Regions from separate parts of the Mus musculus genome. Here regions 1 and 2 are each linked to region 3. Evidence: chromatin contacts called from public Hi-C data. All regions are on one chromosome and are shown on one strand. The core of a region is the stretch at or near the end of the contact, and the rest is flanking DNA. Distances in the headings are between cores, read along the strand shown.

Evidence for each region. A called contact is a pair of places that touch in the nucleus more often than the background predicts.
Region 1: a Hi-C map of cortical neurons shows a contact between it and region 3, with 1.6 times the contacts expected there. The contact joins the enhancer-like site here to the promoter of Tox3 in region 3. A contact is called at or near these places in 3 of 39 promoter capture datasets (hippocampal neurons and liver), 4 of 484 Hi-C or Micro-C datasets (cerebral cortex, cortical neurons and liver), 10 of 115 datasets of contacts at active chromatin or transcription factors (SST interneurons, bone marrow-derived dendritic cells, bone marrow-derived macrophages and 6 more) and 2 of 9 other capture datasets (liver and pancreatic islet).
Region 2: a contact with region 3 is called in a Hi-C map of nephron progenitors, with 2.2 times the contacts expected there. The contact joins the enhancer-like site here to the promoter of Tox3 in region 3. A contact is called at or near these places in 4 of 39 promoter capture datasets (embryonic stem cells, liver and maxillary cranial neural crest), 4 of 484 Hi-C or Micro-C datasets (cerebellum, liver, nephron progenitors and 1 more), 10 of 115 datasets of contacts at active chromatin or transcription factors (bone marrow-derived dendritic cells, bone marrow-derived macrophages, embryonic forebrain and 7 more) and 2 of 9 other capture datasets (liver and pancreatic islet).

Annotation. Positions count from the first base shown.
Region 1 is chr8:90,452,972-90,455,847 of GRCm38.p6, forward strand. No RefSeq gene overlaps it. Among named protein-coding and RNA genes, the nearest start is that of Gm46048, 34 kb to the left of the region's middle. Within about 2 kb of position 1,435, at least 23 of the 459 cell types and tissues checked have an H3K27ac peak or open chromatin away from gene starts, as enhancers often do. A contact at or near this core is called in SST interneurons, cortical neurons, forebrain and 1 more, where this site is marked.
Region 2 is chr8:90,472,775-90,476,147 of GRCm38.p6, forward strand. No RefSeq gene overlaps it. Among named protein-coding and RNA genes, the nearest start is that of Gm35797, 17 kb to the right of the region's middle. Within about 2 kb of position 1,372, at least 4 of the 459 cell types and tissues checked have an H3K27ac peak or open chromatin away from gene starts, as enhancers often do. A contact at or near this core is called in nephron progenitors, where this site is marked.
Region 3 is chr8:90,346,848-90,350,144 of GRCm38.p6, forward strand. Tox3 (TOX high mobility group box family member 3) reads right to left here and starts at 1,405. Exons shown (of 7, transcript NM_172913.3): 1 at 1,016-1,405. The coding sequence starts at 1,102.

The sequences.
Region 1 (2,876 bases), core at 185-2,684, 110 kb after region 3:
TGGTGATGAATAGGCAAGCATCTCACCAGTTCCTCTTTACTAGTTTCTGTCATCAAAAGGGGCAGTGACCTCTACAGAAGTGGTTATAAATCGTGTTCTTGTCCTCCAAGTCTTCCTGACAAACAGATCTACTCCAAAAAAGGAAAGAAAACCATATCCACAGATATGTGTAGTTCTTCACATGGAGTCTTAAGGAACTGCCTGACCTTGAATGTCTTACTGGCCCTCATATTAGCTTGTCTATACAAAGGATGCTTATAAATATTTATTTCCTATTTTAATTATGTCTGTGCACAATGTAAATGTCTTGTGTGCAAAGGGGCAGAAGAGGGAAATGAGAAATATTGGAACTAGTGTTACGAAAGTTTGTTTGCTATAATGTGGGTGCTGGAAACTGAACCCAGGTCTTCTACACTGTGTTCTTAGCCACTGAGCCACTTCTCCAGACTCCCACATGATTTGAATGTTAGTGGGAGAATTCCTAATGGCTGATCATTTTCAGAGGCACAGTACCTACTTGCACTTCAAATCACACCCAGCTCTCTTCTCCTTAAGCCTATCTCAAGTGTGCATGCCACATCCTCTCTTACTTTGCTCCTCAGACTCTGCTCCAATCCCTGCTAGGAAGGCAGGAGAGCATTTATATTCTGACAGAGTAGGGAGGTGGGAAATTGCATGATATCAACCAACTTTGAGCATCAAGAGGAAAATAAAAACAATGGCCCCGAATTGCGGATTTTAAAATGCAGGGATACAGTTCTGTTCTGAAAAAAGGAGGGCATCTTTTCTATAAAAACTGGGTAGAGGAATATTTCACATGGAAAGCTTCCCTAGAGCAAATTGGAAGTCAGCACAATGCCCGGGCATGCACTTGTTTAAGCCTGGAAGAATGTATGCCCAAATTTGCACACACACACACACACACACACACACACACACTCCATTCTTTATACATACATATTTACACACAATATACATAAAGAATGACCTTCTCCCGCTCCACCCTCCTGCTGCCTGCAACGGTAACATTTACTGAAGGTTTTATTACAAAAGCCACAAAATGAAATTCTAATCAATAATAGTTTCCAGGATGGTGAGGGGGAAAAAAAGGGAATTGAATACATTCATAGGTAAAAGATGCCATTATCTCAGTTCAGTAACTATGAAAGAGAAATAGATGAAAAAATCCGGGTTTTATATTAAAACCCAGCACAGCTGTAGAGTTACATAATAAAGCATTGCCTGTATCCATGGCAATGAAAGTAATTGATGCAGCACAAGTTATTTTTATAAACCCAAACAAAAAAATTCAATCAGAAATGTCTCTCCCCATTTTGGGGGCATTGTATATTTTGTATCTGTACATAATGCCCACATTTAGAGTCTGAATGCACCCTCTATTGATCAGCCTTGCTGAATAGGACGTGCTGCCTTCCCTGAATATTCAGGATTAGAATCCTTCGGCCTAGTTCCCACTTCTTCTCATCAGACTTCCTCTGAATACATTACACCATGCTTTAAAATCCAAGCAGTGCCGACTTGAGAGCGAGTAAATTAGCCAGGTTCCTGGTTTTGGAGGGGTTAGAGGGCCCAAATTTGAAGATATCTTCAGGATGCATGGACTTGAATGGCATCACTACTCCCAAAGCCAGAAAACCTCATTTACACACACACACACACACACACACACACACACACACACACACACACACACACCCTTAGTGCCTAGAACAGAGCTAAGCACACAGCGAGCCTTCGAAAACAATCAGGGCACATGGCTCATTAATCACTCCAGTTTGATTGGCAAAGAATAACTGAAGACACCTATTACAATCATATTCTAGGGCCACACTTCATCCTTGTATTGGCTCTGCAGAGGAGACACATGGGACCCTATAGAGTGAATTCATCTTTCCAAGAGTTCTTGCCATTAAGAGCTATAGCAAAGCTGGGTGACCTGGGCAGGAGAACAGATCCTTTCCTATTTGTTGATATCAGCTCTCTCTCCTTTGAAAGTCTTAATACATTTTTTTTAAACAAAGGGCCTTTTTCTGTTTTCATTTTGAGGTGGGTACAAACTTGGTATTGATAGATGATCCTACAAAGATATGAAAGTCAAGAGCATGCACTTAGCAAATAGGCATGGGTAAAAATTACAGCTTTATTTCTTGACTGGATAGAAGATCTTCGCAAGTGAAAACTCTGGGCTTCTGTGTACTCATCTATGAAAGGAGGATAATAGCAATATCGACATGGGGACTGGCTATGAAAACGTCATGGCAGGATATTTGTAATGTGCTCATGGTTTGATGAAGAGTGAAGCTTTGCTCAATGAACACAATGAATGTCCAAGTTTCACTGAGTGAAAGGACTGAAGAATAGAGGAGGCTACAGCTGAAGGCAGGCTAGGGAGGACTACCTAGGCTCTTGCCGTGCTGACACTGTGTGACTGTACAAACTGCTTCAAACAAAACAGCCATACTGCAGATTGGTCATAAAAGCCACTCGATGAGCTCTCCCTGCCCCTGCACATCATATCAGCTGCATTCTAGAATCTGCTCAGTGGGTGGCTATGCAAGGTGGGTAGAGAAGCTGCCAGCATGAAGCCCCCTCCCACAACCCCCACCACCCAATGTTACTGTTAGATTCACTGGCCATGGTGGGAACTTGAGCTATGTTGGGACAGGTGACAAGACAGACAATGAAGAGTCCCATGAGCAGCTTTCTATCACCTGTCTCATCCATAGGGATACATACTCACAGACATTCATCTCTCTTGATCAGTGTCTCTACAGTGTCACACAAAATCATGTAATGATTCTGCCGTTAACTTTTTGAATAACTGCTAAGCTCTTTCTTTTTTTTTTTTTTTTGCT
Region 2 (3,373 bases), core at 122-2,621, 130 kb after region 3:
TCACCTTCTGTCCCTCCAAGACTGTTCTCCAGCACTCCTTCGTCCTTAAAGAGGTCCCTTTTTATCGCTACAAGACTTAGTTTCTCCCAGAATATAGTTTAACTGCTCTGTGATAGCAACTACATAGCCCTTTCTATTTCAGTACCCTACTCTTGCAGACTAATCACTTTGGAAGGTTGGAAGGCAGGTCCTGTGGTTTATCTTGGTGTTTTCACTATGCCTGGCTTGGGTAATAACTTACTATTTTTTGTTATTATTATTGAGGTGGGCTAATGGGAATGCCAACAGATATATCTGAAGCTGCAAATGGGACACTCCTTGGGGAAGCAGAAAAGATGATAGATACAAGCTTTAAGTAATGCCACTGCTTTTTTAACAGAAGGAGATACAATGGAGTAGAGAGAGATGTCAGGAGCAAAGTGATGGGGCGGGAGAGAATTTTTATTTTTTTAAGGATGGCATAACTGGTATGGACTTATCTCTAATTGCTATGAAAATGAAAACAATAGTAATGATAACTATTTTCTAACAGACACAATATAGCCTTCTGTGAGGAGTGCAGAAAGGGAAGAAGGCAAGGACATATGCAAGCTGAGTGCCTACATATGGGTCCATTTCAGGAAGGTGAAACCCAAGCAAAACCTGACGATCCTGTCGATATGAAGATTCAGAGTCCAGAGTTAGAGGCTGAAGAGCTGCTGGGACTTTCATGTCAGGGTCCTAAGGGGAAAGCCCTGTCACTGAGGGATGGGTTCCATAAGATTCTAGGAAGAAGTCCAGTGCCCTTGGTTCAAGGTTAGGATACATCGAACACTACACAGAAGCAGAGCCTTCACAGTGCAGAGCAGGAACCATTCTGAATCAGTAAGTTAATCACCAAGACAAAACCCAGTCGTAGAAACAAAGCAGTGCAACCCACATGCCCCAAGCCATATGATCTGGTGTGTAATTAAAAATCACTAAGCATGAAAAAGTAAGGGGGAAGTGACCCATAACTAGGAGGAATCCATCAATAAAATGGCCCTGAGATGATTCAGATGTTGGAATAACAGGAAAGGAGTGCAATATTATGAATATATCCAAATACATAAAGGAAAATGTTGTCTTAATAGGTGGTGAATCTTGCAGCCGAAACAGAAACTATGAAGAGAACTAGGAAGAGTTTTAGGAGCCTGGCTCAGTGGGAGAGCAAATACCTAGCAAACCTAAGGCATGGCTTCCAACACTGTATGGAAAAAAACATAAAGAACTGAGTGGAAGTTTTACCACCACTTGCAGTAAACTTTCCAGTGAGGCAGAGTGAATAGGAGAGAGTGGGAAGTCACAGCATCCGACTTTGAAGCTGGAGCAAATGCAGTGATTCAGTGAGATGAGATGTTTCAGATGTTTAACATCCTACTGCAGAGGGAGTGACTTATGCCTGAAGCTGTAAACCCGGTCAAGACCCAGCTGCTGCGCAGGTCAAAGGCCCTAGAGAGGAAACGTACTACCACGGCTTTGCTAAGTGGCCACTTTGTCAAGCTATCCTCTAAATGCTGATGTTTCTACCCATAGGTCAGTGCGGCTCTCAGCCCTGGTCAAGGAAGCTTCCTTTGCCAAAAGGCAGCACTGACCAGCGTGACTGTTGAGTGTCCAGCTCTGAACCATCTAGATCACACCCTTAAGGAACAGAGAACATTTCAGAACAGGAGGCAATAAAAATGTAAAGGCGCATGATAGGGAAGAACACTGTGAAATGCTGCTTTCTGGACATGATGTGACCATCCCACTCATCTCTGTGTGCAATGTGGATCCCAGCACAAAACCCAACAAGGCAGGCAGCATCAGTCAACATTCCATTGTGTGGGGGGAGGAGCTAATGAGGTCCCAACGTTTCCTAAGGCACTATGGGTAGTTAATGGTTGCTGGGGGAGGGAGAGGAGGAGTGTCCTTTTCTTCAGTGTTGTAGCTTCACATATGTTTCCAATGCTTTACTCAATAATACCTCCTCTCTCTGCACATACACAGGCTTATAGAAGCAACTTCAACTGAACTTAGTGAGTCAAAAAACAAGTCACATTGGGGAAGGTTTCAGTGGGAGAAGAGAGAATGGGTGGGGGATGGAAATGACAAAATGTATTTTAAAGATGTATGAAATTGTCAAAGAATAAAAACAATATCGAAACTAAGTGGCAGCCAGGCAGTGGTGGCACACGCCTTTAATCCCAGAACTTGGGAGGCAAAGGCAGGCAGATTTCTGAGTTCAAAGCCAGCCTGGTCTGCAGAGGGAGTTCCAGGACAGCCAGGGCTATACAGAGAAACCCTGTCTTGAAAAACAAAAAGCAAAAACAAACAAACAAAGAAACTCAGTGCTTGGGTGACTTAATAAACAGAATACCATTGTTTCTAGGAACCAGAGAGAAAAAGCAGAGATTAAGAATAAGGTAGAGATGTAAAAAAACAAAGAAATACCACTACTAATACGAAAGATGATGATGATGACGGTGATAATGATGATGGTGATAATGTCTTTTATGAAAGAAAGATATAAATTCAACTAACCTACGCAGGACACAGAGAACCTATAGCTAAACAATTCATATTCAGACTCCCGAACACTTAAAACATACACCGTCCTGACACATATAAAGTAAAATGACATATTTTATAATATTTCTTGGCCAAACTCATATGAAAGCAGTGATCAAAAGACAACAGGTCAGTTCTTCAGAAAGCTGAATGAAACCACAGTCAATCCAGAGCTTTATATCCAGCAAAGTATATCCTTCAAACACTGGCACGAAATAAATATGCTGTCATATAAGTGACTGAGAGTGTGTTGGGAACAAATGTGCACTGTGGGAAAAAAATAATAACGGGAATTCTTCACACTGAAGGAACAGGATCCGCATAGTAACTCAGACCTATAAGGAGCACTGAACGGTGGGTGTGGAGACAGTAACAAAAGGTAGCCCCCATCTCTTAATTTCCTGGGGGCAGGCAAAGAAGAGGGTTGGGGTGAAGCCACATATAATCAAAGAAGATCAGATTCTAGCTGGTCACATATAACCATATGACAATGAACGGGTGAGCCATTCTGTCATTTGTTACTGAGTTCATGCTACATGTGCACAGATGCTTTCAACAATTAGGGGAATGCACTTTCAAAACCTTAGCGTGGCTTCCAGACAAGGAGGACTACAGGGGAGAAGTCCCTGTGGTAGAGATAGGACACTATGTAAGAGGCTAGACTTCAATTTCAGAACTCTCTTGATGGACTCAAAACTAAAGTTTTAATAAATATTTGTCCATTTTGCTTATCTTTCCAAAATAAAGATCACAGGAGTTCATAGCCTTCTCGCTACTTGATTGTCTCTGGTTTAGATATTCAGAG
Region 3 (3,297 bases), core at 155-2,654:
ATCCAAGCAATCATAAACAAACTAGGATTTGAAAGAAAAGTCGGAGAGGAGGGAGGAGCAGGGGGAAGGGGAAACACACACACACACACACACACACACACAACACACACACACACAATCAAAAGGCGCAGGACTCTTTCTCTGAATATCGCCCTCAGGGTTATGTCGCAAAGCTCTGTGGTGGGAGCAGTAGGCAAGGTAGACAACCGGATCCGGGAAGCCCACTGACTGCGTCCAAGGTCCACCTATGACCACCTGAATCGCTTACTCCTGTAAGTTTGTGCGGCAAGAGGTGAGGAAGATGGGGTGACCCTGAGGCATGATGTGGAGCTGCAACTCTGATCTCCATGAAAGAAAAAAAACTTAACCCGCCCTCCTCCGCAAAATAAAATAAAATACGAAAGCCCACTGCCTTAACTCGGAAGAGGCGAGCATCTTGGTCTAGTAGACCAAAGCGCCCTAGAGCAGGGGAAGTAAGAGGCACCTGCTGGGATCCTGCAACTTCAGGCTTCCCAGATCCAGACCCCAGACCCAGCCACACTCTATAAAGTTTGTTCATCTTCTCCAAGCTCCCGGGGACCAGCTCCTGACTGGGTGGGTGAGGTGAGATGGGCTGCGAAGGTATGGAATCTCTGGCCCACGAGATCGGGGACCCCCTACGTAGCGTGTCCCCCCACCCCCATGCACACATAGTAGGGGTGTTGCAATCGAGTTTACTAATAACATCAACAAAGAATCACACGCCAGTCTCGGCTCAGTCCCGGGACTGCGCTTCACACAGCTTTTAGGGGGAGCGGGGGAGGGGACCAGGAGGGCAGAGGGAGCGCCAGCAGAGGGACAAAAAGGTGGGTAGAAAGGGCACGTAAAGAGAAGACGAAAAGAGTTGGTCGGAGACTAAGGCGCACCGAGAAGCCAGCGGGTGGGAAGGAAAGATCAGAAAGAAAGTGCAGCAGGCTAGGCGGGACGAGGGACGCGCCCGGGATGGAGAGGTGGCCCCCGCCCCCGGCCCGGTCACCTTGCTGTAGCCGTAGTACCCCAGGCACTGCGCGAAGTCCAGGCCGGCTGGGTCCCCGGCCGCCGCGGGGTAGAACCTCACATCCATGCCGGGGCCGGGGGCTGGGGGCCGGGGCTGGAACTCGCCGGGGCCGCTACCCGCCTCCTCGCGGCCGTACGATCCACCGTCGAGGACGCCCGGCCGGGGGCGCCCGGGGACAGCGCACGGGCCGTGGGACTGTAGGGGCGTCGCGCGGGGGCCGCCGACGAGCCCGGGAGCTGCGGCTGCAGCACACAAAGGCGCGGCCACGCGAGCCGCGGGAGAGCGGGAGGCGGCCCGAGGGACGCGCCCCACCGGGACACCGAAGCTGGCTGCGCGCGGGCCGGGCGCCCGGGGCGCGGGGCGCAGCGCGTGGGCCCGGGACGGCCGGCGAGCTCAGGTGCGCGGCGAAGCTGGGACGGCGGCGGCGGCAGCGGCGGCGGCTGGCCCCGCTCCTCCTCCCCGGGCGGACTGAGCCGAGGAGCCGCGGAGACAAGGGGCCCGGCCCCTCCCCTGCCGCTCCCCCTCCTGCCGCCGCCGGTCCCCTCCCCGCGCCGCTGCCGCTCCGCCCCTCCCACCGCGGGCAGCTGGCGCGCCGCCCGCCCCGCCGGTGCGCTCCGCCGCCGACCGCCTCCGGGCTCGCGCCCCGCCCCGCGCCCCGTGCAGCCCCGGCCACCGCGCGCTCCTCTCCCGGCCTCTCACCGTCCCACCCCTTCCCTCCCCGGTCCTCTTTGTCCCCGCGGCCTCACCGCTCTCCCCGCTCCCGGGCCTCCCTCGGCCTCCCCGCTGCTGCCAGCACCGTCCCTCCTCGAGTCCCACTCTTCTCCCGTGCGACCCTCGCTTCCCTTGGCCCCAGCATCCCAAAACCGTCCACTTCTCACCCAGCCCTCTCTTCTGCCCCTACCACCTCGTCCCAGTTCTTGCTGGTGGGGGACCTGTTTCCCAATCCCTCTACCCTACTTACTCTTCTACTTGGATATCCCCGGTATAGACTCAGCCCAGAAACTAACCTGTGCAGGTGGCTCCTGAGCCAGGAGCCGGAACCCCATGTACACCTGTGGTCTTTACCAGAGGGGTGTTAGGGCCTGACCTTTCACAAGTAAGCAGACTTGAAGCTTCCCAGGTTAAGCCTCAAGTCCGGTCTCTTTGTATTTTCTTTACTCTTGTTTGTTTTCGAAAGGCATTTGAGTAACTGGATCTAGGCGGATCACTCGCTGCTCTCCTAGAGAAAATGTCCCTCTTTTCCTAAAAGGTTCTGGGTGATTAACTTCCCCACGCTGCACCCACCCACCCTCTTATTTCTTTCTCTTTCTTTTAATCTACATTTCTCTCCCCCCACCCTCCGCCCCCATACCCCCACCATCACCACCACCCTTGGCTTTATTGCTCTGAGTTAATTTGAAAGTTTGGCCTTCAGCCTTGGCGCTAGAAAATGTTGGCTGAGCTGTGAGATCTCCCTTTCTCGGTTCAGTTATCTGCGAACTACTTTGAACTAGAAGGGAAAGATGTTAAACTATTTCAACTGACAGTCTCTAAAGGTGTGGGGCCTGGATCACTTCGCTGGTCTGGGACCTGAACTTTTCCAGACATGCACGGATTTCTAAGTGTTCTCCAGCTTGCAACACCTATGTGTACCTTCCTTCACTCAATACTATACTTCAGGAACCAAGCAAGAAAAATAAACTTCAATTAGGTGGAAATGTGTGTGTGTGTGTGTGTGTGTGTGTGTGTGTGTGTGTGTGTGTGTGTGTGTGTGTGTGTGTTCTTAGCAGAAACTTGTCAGGGGACTGCCTAAGAGAGCCCTGTGTATTCAGAGAAGGAACAACTCCCCACATTGTCACTGGGTTGACTCTTAATTCCCCCCTCCTGAAGAGGCTTTGGTCCCCTCTCCTGAGTCTCCATTTACTGTTGACAACCCAGCGGCGCTCCCTAATGGCCCAGCGGGTTGCACAAATTGGCAGTGTGCTGAGATGTTATCAGGACAACACCCCATTGAGTAAGTTCTTGAAACGGTGAAGTGGAGGCCCTTTCTCTGGGCCACTGGGCGCCTGTGGCCTTTCCACCAATCAGAACTAGAGGTTGCAGTGGCCACCTGTTGTCCCGAAAGAGAACATCTTTTAAGTTTCACTATGAGTATCTAACAATAGTGGCAAAGTGCAGGGTCTGACCAAGGGAGAGAAGAAACCGCTGGCCCAGGGTACCAGAAAAGAATATTCCTACCGGGTAACCCTTAAAGGGAGCAAGCATCAAAGGCCGGGCAGATG